Linked DNA regions of Zea mays: region 1 is linked to region 2. Evidence: chromatin contacts called from public Hi-C data. All regions are on one chromosome and are shown on one strand. The core of a region is the stretch at or near the end of the contact, and the rest is flanking DNA. Distances in the headings are between cores, read along the strand shown.

What was found. A called contact is a pair of places that touch in the nucleus more often than the background predicts.
Region 1: a contact with region 2 is called in a Hi-C map of leaf, with 7 times the contacts expected there. The contact joins the promoter of LOC100282188 here to the enhancer-like site in region 2. A contact is called at or near these places in 2 of 25 Hi-C or Micro-C datasets (bundle sheath and leaf).

Annotation. Positions count from the first base shown.
Region 1 is chr8:79,012,571-79,016,489 of Zm-B73-REFERENCE-NAM-5.0, forward strand. LOC100282188 (RGG repeats nuclear RNA binding protein) reads left to right here and starts at 2,333. Exons shown (of 6, transcript NM_001371832.1): 1 at 2,333-2,695; 2 at 2,876-3,275; 3 at 3,381-3,525. The coding sequence starts at 2,539.
Region 2 is chr8:78,809,116-78,812,740 of Zm-B73-REFERENCE-NAM-5.0, forward strand. No RefSeq gene overlaps it. Among protein-coding and RNA genes, the nearest start is that of LOC109942000, 22 kb to the right of the region's middle. Within about 2 kb of position 1,471, at least 16 of the 20 cell types and tissues checked have an H3K27ac peak or open chromatin away from gene starts, as enhancers often do. A contact at or near this core is called in bundle sheath and leaf, where this site is marked.

The DNA of each region.
Region 1 (3,919 bases), core at 1,083-3,582, 200 kb after region 2:
GTTTTCACCGTTGTAGTACAACTTCTTGTAATGCGACCTAACTTACCATTTGCTCTGCAAAACACACGTTAGTCACATATAATATTACGTTGTTATTAATCACTAAAACCAATTAGGGGCCTAGATGCTTTCAGGCCCTCTGCGGGAGGAAATCAAGCCAAGAAGAACCTCGATCGTGAGTTGTTGGCCGGTTAGGTTAGTGAGGAAAGCTCCCACCAATTATTGGAAATCAATCGCCATTCGCAGTGGTAGCTACGGGAGAAGCCGATGCAACCTTATCTAGGCAGGCACCCTCCTCCTTACAGGTGGAGTACCGGCGGCATAAGAAGCGGGTGGGAGTCTGTTGTGGAGTGGGTGGGTAGGACGCGACAATTGACATGGCATGGAGGTTGCGGATGGCGTGAAGACTGGCGCGGAGGTCATGGTTTGCTAGCAAAGTATGAAGATGAAGAAAAGGACACAGTTGTTGGCGAGAACCAATCCGCGTGAACGCGAGAAGCGGGAGGCTGGCTGGGGCGTGTCGTGTAGAGGGTGCGGGAGGCGACACGGGTGTTGGCGAGCATGCGTGGGCCTGGGGAGGGTGGAGTCATGGTCTGCTTGTGTACGGTAGGGGTGAGTTTTGGTGTGAGTGTGTGCGTACATGAACAGATACTACAACTGTACTTGTAAGTGAGAGGCAATTAAAAGCCATTGCGCTGCATGGGAGACTTACCGCCAACTACACACTGCCGGGGCTGGGGTTGTTTCTGCGCTTAAACTCAACTGCCACTTCTACATGCATGCCGCTATTGCTAATTGTTGCTGAGCTATAGTGCTACCAGGTGTACCGAACTGAAGCTAGTTGTGTTGGGCTTTGGCCTCCGATGCAAGAACGCCATGCTTGGGCCTCGAGGCCGGAATGACCAATAGAGGCCGCGACAGGCCACATATATGCCGGTGGGGTCTGAGGAGGGTGAAGTTATGGTAGTGTCGCGGTCTACACTATTGACTTAATAGATAGTAGTAGAAACTAGTAGTGAAGGTAGAGGGGTTGATAGGTTGCCTGTATCTAAAGGTACCCTCAGCAGAGTGTGACATAGATCTCTTCTGAATTCTGATAGGCATGAAGCATGATGAACAACGACCGCTTGAATTCATTGATGGACATGCCAAGCTCATTTTGTTTAGGTCCGTGGGCCCTGCTGTCCATCTGCTTTTCTTCAGCAAGCATCAAGAGATTTGGGACAACTAAGATGCCTAATTGGTCGGTCACTAGCTAGAAAATGAAAACAGTCTCATGCACCAACTCTGGCTTCAGGTACATGGCCTGCGAGATCTTCGATAGTCTCAGCTTTGTCTAATCCAATATTTCTCGGCGTGTAAATAAAAAACTGATTATTATGCTCTCATACATATCCTTCTCTCTTTTTTATCCTTGTAGATAGAATAGTCCCATCGTCCCAGATTATATTATCCTAAAAAAATATTTAGTGCTTTATAACCGAAAGGGAAAAAAGGTATCAAAAATATTTTGTCCTCAATAGGGTATTTTTTTTAGCTTATATTTTACATGAGAACATCTCGAAGAGGAACTCCTATAATTAGGGCCTCAAAAGCTAAATTGGACCTGATTTAAGTTAACTTGGATCAACAATTTTTATGAACTCCAACAACAACTCATAAACCCACTCCTAAACCCACGTGGTAGTTAACTCCGTGAGATTAGACGCACATGAATAGGTCTCCTGACTGGGTGCTATATTTAGCAACTGTGACTTCGGGTGCTATATTCATTTGATAGAAATTTATAAAATAACAACTTTTTTGAAAGCTATTTTAAGATCTTAACTCCTATATTTGAATATAGGACCCGACTTAAGTCCTCTCTTGGAGATGCTTTGACATAGTCATGCCAAAATTAGATCTGGTTTTCGATTTGTTTTTTTTTTTTTGTAAAAGGGTAAAAATATAAATAGTGTTTATGATTCTAGTTTTTGTTTTTTTCGCAAACGTTTAGATGGTTTTTCTTTACTCACAACGCACGTACATGTTTGCCGGTACAGTTCTCTCGTTTATTGGGCTCATTTTTCTCATTCAGTATGAAAAGGCCCAACAAAAACCAGCATACGCCCAAGAACACCACAAAGGTCCACATATCCACGCTTTAGCCTAGGCCCACAGATCCCGAGCCCGACCCGCCGCTTCTCGGGCAGGGGAGCGATTAGCACACCAACTCAAATGACAAAAGTGCCCCCTACACAAACGCTAGGCCTCAAACTGGCTGAACCCCTTTCCGTCATTTGGCAAATGGAAATGATAAACTAATGAGCCCGTCCTCTGAAAAGCGGAAGGCGACGCAGTGGCCGTACAGTAGTGTCACCTGCACATTGCAGACCGCCTCAGCGCCTCACCAAGCGAAACTCGTTGGCGGCTAGGGTTTTGCTGCCTCCCGAGCCCAAACCCTAGAGCACCCGCGCCCATCCCATGGCGTGCTAGGCTTCGATTGAGACTGGGGGGATTAGTACCGCAGGCTGGGATTAGAGCAAGCGCCGAGCGGAAATGGCATCGAGTAACCAATTCGATCTACTTGGAGACGTCGAGAACGACGACCCTGCCCACCTCCTCGCAGCTGCCGAGAAGAAGGCGGCCGCGGTGCCTAAGCCCGCGCCCGCGCCGGCCAAGTTGCCCACCAAGCCTCCGCCGCCCGCGCAACCTGGTGAGCCTATAGCGATACGCTTCCGATGTCGAGGTTGGAATTATCCGATTTTGAGATCCTGTGGTGCCGTCTCGACCTCGGAGTTTTTGAGTATTATTTTGAAATTTCACTCTTCTGTTGCCCCGTATTATTAGTATTCGTATTCGCCGATGGTGATATCACGCCCTTTTGTGATTATAGTGAGGGAGGAAAGGAACTATGGTGCTCCACCGCGCGATGGTCCAGGACGTGGAAGAGGCGGCCGCGGTGGCAGGACTGGCCCGAGGCGAGATTTTGGCGATGCTGATGCCCACGGCTTTGAGGGGGGGTATGGTGGCGGCGGCGGCGGTTTTGGGGACGGTGGAGTTGCTCGCGGTGAAAATGGTGAGGGTAGGCAGGCAGAGAGGGGCCGTGGGCCCCGCCAGCCTTACCGTGGAGGTGGGCGACGTGGTGGGTACAGCGATGGGCAGGCTGGGAATGAGTTTGGACGTCCTCGCCGGGCATATGAGCGCCACAGCGGCACAGGCCGTGGCTACGGGATGAAGCGTGAAGGGGCTGGGCGTGGAAATTGGGGAACTGCAACTGATGAAGGCCTTGAACAGTTAAGATTGTCGCTATTCAGTCTTCAATATGTGGTTTGATGAACCACTCAAGTTACTACGATGGAGATGTAGAGTTTTGACCTTTTGGTGTGTGTGGCATATAGGGACACTGTGGATGCTGTTAATCCTGAGGAGACTACTGCCGTGGTGGAGGATGAGAAGAAACCTGAAGATGCACCACAGTCTGAGGTTGAGAAGGACAAGGAGGGCGCGGAGAATGAAGAAGAAGAAAAGGAACCTGAGGATAAGGTATATTTCTGGTTTGTACTAAGATGCTCTTGCTACCATATTCCGCGTTGCAATGTGTATGGTTGTAGTATGCCTAGCACATTCTGTAAGGGTGATGGTAGCACCCTTTAACATGCCTAGCACCTCTTGTGATTTTGGGTACTGTGACACTTACAATGTTCTTAACATTTGTTTATATATATGGAAAAATGTGTAGTAGACTGGTGGAAATATTTTGTGATTCTTTTAGTTTCATTCATGTCAATCCTTGCTCGGTAGTATAGTTATTTATTCTAGAACCTTTTGCTTTAAAATTAGTGCTGCTGTGCCAACATGGGGCGCTTCTTGGTGATTGCATTATTTTTGTATTTAGAGTCTCTTCTGCTTTTCGATCCATTACTTTTTGCTCTTCTCT
Region 2 (3,625 bases), core at 221-2,720:
ATTAAAAGGGGGTCGAGAAACTTTTGGATTATCGAATCTTCGTTTGCTGGTGAATTTGGAAATGTTCGGATCATGCGCGTAAGTGAATGCGAAAATCAGAAAACTTCTGATCTTATACAAAATTTGGAGCCCCACGCTGTCCGAAAAGAATAATTCGCCAACGCATTAATTAAATTGTTTTTCTCAACATGTGATCCTTGATGTTAAAGCGAATGATCGACAGCTGATGAGAATCGTAAAATTAGATGGGACTAAATACAGTCTTGAATACCGAAGCCGAACTCGACAACTTGAGTTTTTGGTGCAAAATAATTACGTCTCTGCTCGTTAGCTAAGAAATCGCGTTTGAAGATTCATAGTTAAGATTTATTCCTCCTGTAAATTATCCGACTTTAAATTAAATCAAACGTAGTCTATACCGGTTTGTCTGGTATCTTTTGTTTCGTCCGATTTACATCTCGTGCAAACTCAATCGGAGAAATAAATTATCTGTGTGCTCCCTTTAAAGAAAAGGATGGAAAAGTAAAAAAATATTTTCCTCAAATATTTTCACCGCTGCTCCCACTGAGATTTTTCTCCCCTAGATTTTTATCAGCGCCGCCCCAGTTCTATCCTCCCACCGCGTACGACCAGCAGCCTTATCCGCTCGCTTGATTTTCTTCAGCCGTGCTCAGATTATTCCAACTGCGCCTTGATTTTTCCCCTGCGCGTCGCCGTTCTCTGAAGCCTTATCTTCCACGCATGCAGTTTTCCTCTGCTCAAGCTCCATCGCGGCGTCCCTCTGCTCACTCTCCTGGCCGCCATCTCCATGGACGCGCACCCCCTTGCTTCTCTCTCCCTCCTCTTCCTCCTTGCGTCGTTCGCCTGGCCGCTGCGCAGCCCCTTGGCTTCATCTTTCCCCTTCTCCTCTCTGCCAGTGCCTTCTCTGCTCCTCAAATCCATGGCACCGCGGCCTCCCAGCTCGGACTGCGCCGCTCTTTGATTTCCGGTGGCCGACGTCTTCCTCTGTGCCGTCAGCTTGCCGGACTCTCGCCATCCTCCACCGCCCTGGATTTTTTCCTGAAGCACCGCGCCCCTGGTCGAGCTCCCCCATGGCGTCTTCCCCCTGGCGCCCCTGTGCTCGCGTCCCTGTGGCCGCGACTCTCCCTCTAGTCGCAGGGATGCGCACGCCCCATCCCCAATGGCGCTTGGTCGCCCAGCTCCCTGCTCCTTGCACTCGTCCGGCCTAGAGTTCCCTGCGCGCGCTCCTCTGCTCGCCGGTTCTCCTTGCCCCAGCACCATCAGTCCTCTATCCGGCTTCAACCCCACCGTCGGTCTCTAGTTCGCCATGGCGCTGAATTTTTTCCTCGTGTCATCCCTGCTCCTCGCGTGTTGGGCACCGGGAGACTTTCCCTGCTTGGTCTGGCATGGGCTGTAGCTGCCGGACAAGCGTGCCCCTATTTCCTTTGTCGCCGGTCGTCGACTCCAACTTTGCCGTGAGCCAGCTCTGGTCTCCGTTTGACCTCGTCCTGCTACGCGGTTCCTAGTCATAACCATCTCGGACTGCGCTATCGCCCAGATCCGAAACCGAACTCCCCAACGCCCTGGCGCTCAATGAAATGTCCAAGCCTGGCCTTCGCCACATTCACTGCCTTTGTGCGCACGCTACTGCTTCCGTGCCGCAACATACGCCAACAACTCGAGCTAATGTAAAGTTTGGTCAACTATCATTGACTCGTGGTCGCCCCTGTTCCCTGCGTACCTGTGAATTAGTCGATGTCGTGAGTTTGGGTGCCTGATTAAAGAAAGAAATCCTAGGGTTTTGTGTGGAAAAGAAATCATAGTTCAACGCTTGCCAAATATCTAATAAAATGTTTGCGCTAGGATTTATCGTCAATTTCGCAGATCCGAGTCGTTTATGGTGTGGTGAACTATTTCACTACTCCCGCTAGCCGACTCATGAAGTAGATCGAGTTTGTATGTTGGTCGCGACTCGCGACGAATTCTTTTGTTAGTTGCACAAGTGCGTGTGGTTATATTAAATGATTATTAAAATGCGTCGCAGGTAGTATGTGGTGGATGCATATGTCGAATAGGTTTAAATTGGCTCTTTGCTGAGGAGTGAGGAGAATTAGTAGCGTGAGGAATTGATTTAGTATTCCAAACGATTATCCGATAAGGTTGTCATTGTTGATTTTGTAGGATATTTTGGTAGTCAAACCTGAGATGTTTGATTAATTGTTGACATGTAAAATAGGAATAGTGTTTGATCGGCTAGTGGGCATTCTATTAGTGTTGTTATGCTAATTCAGTTTTATGGTACATTGATGATTAGCCTTATTAATTGTATCATGTGGTAAATCCTAGGTTTGGAATATACATATATCGGATTGGTCTTAGCGATGCGGTGTAAGGTGAAATTAGTAATATGAAAAGTAAATTAATAAATTCAAACGTGTGGCTGGTGAATGTTATTAATGTTGCTTTCGATGGATTTTATTTACTGCAGTTAGTGTTACGTTTGAGTAGTCATGATACTCTTCGTTAGAAACCGATTAAGTGCCCTAGATAAATATCTAGCATTACCAAAATGAGTGAAAGCGAATAATATCAATTAGTTTGTTTCTGTTAAAATTGAATCCAGCTAAGTTAAAATAATGTAGATATGGTACTTAGTGTTATGTAGACATTTAGTCTTGATATTCCTCCTTATGTGCATACATGTGCATTATGCATATCATTCAGGTACGTTAATTAATCACGTGATGCGGAAGACAACCCAAGTCGACCCCAGGATCATGCAGAGATTGGACATCTCCGCAAAACGATGTCGTCAGTCGGACCAACGTGAAGGGCAGACTGAATAAGTTCCAAGACAAAGGATGGTCATCAAGTGATCGACGTCTAACAACACTAACCTAGTGTTATCCAGGCAAGCCCCGGTGCATTTGCCACCTTCTTGCTGTTTTAAATCTTTATCACCTTATATGATGCACTAGGAATGTGCCCATGCGATGCCACGGAACACAAATTGCGACCCTCCAATGGACTTAGGGCCCTGGCGACGAGCGACGTGAGTACAATAGTGACGGCAAAATCTATGATTAAACATAGATACAGAACGATATAAATATGTCTACCCAAATAGATTGAAATGGAATCGCACAAATAATTTCTAAAGAGTAAATATATAATGCTTAATCATAAGCAAATATATTGACACCTTGTACACTAATCTAATCTTTTTTTAACAATATTGTTAACTCTTTGTTGTATGTTTGTCGGGATGGCATATCTGCACGAATTGATCTTATAACTTAACAGTTCGATAATAGAGTTCCTCTGAAGAATCTTTGCACTGCGTGAAACCAAGGATCTAACGGTTGGAAGAGGAGTTCCTCGGGCCCATTTTAAGTTGTAAAGTGTTTCGAATGATGGGTGCTTTTGTGGCCGTGCCATATCATGCATGTTGTAGCGTGTGGGTTTGTGTGTGTGTTGTGACTTCCATCCCTCTCTCCAGTCGTATTGATGGCACTGTGGAGGGATTTGTCGCTAATATATACCCTACTGACTTATGTATTGCATCGCAGTTTCAAAGCAGTTTGTCATCATAAGTGCACACAGGTGGAATAGGGCGAGGATGGTC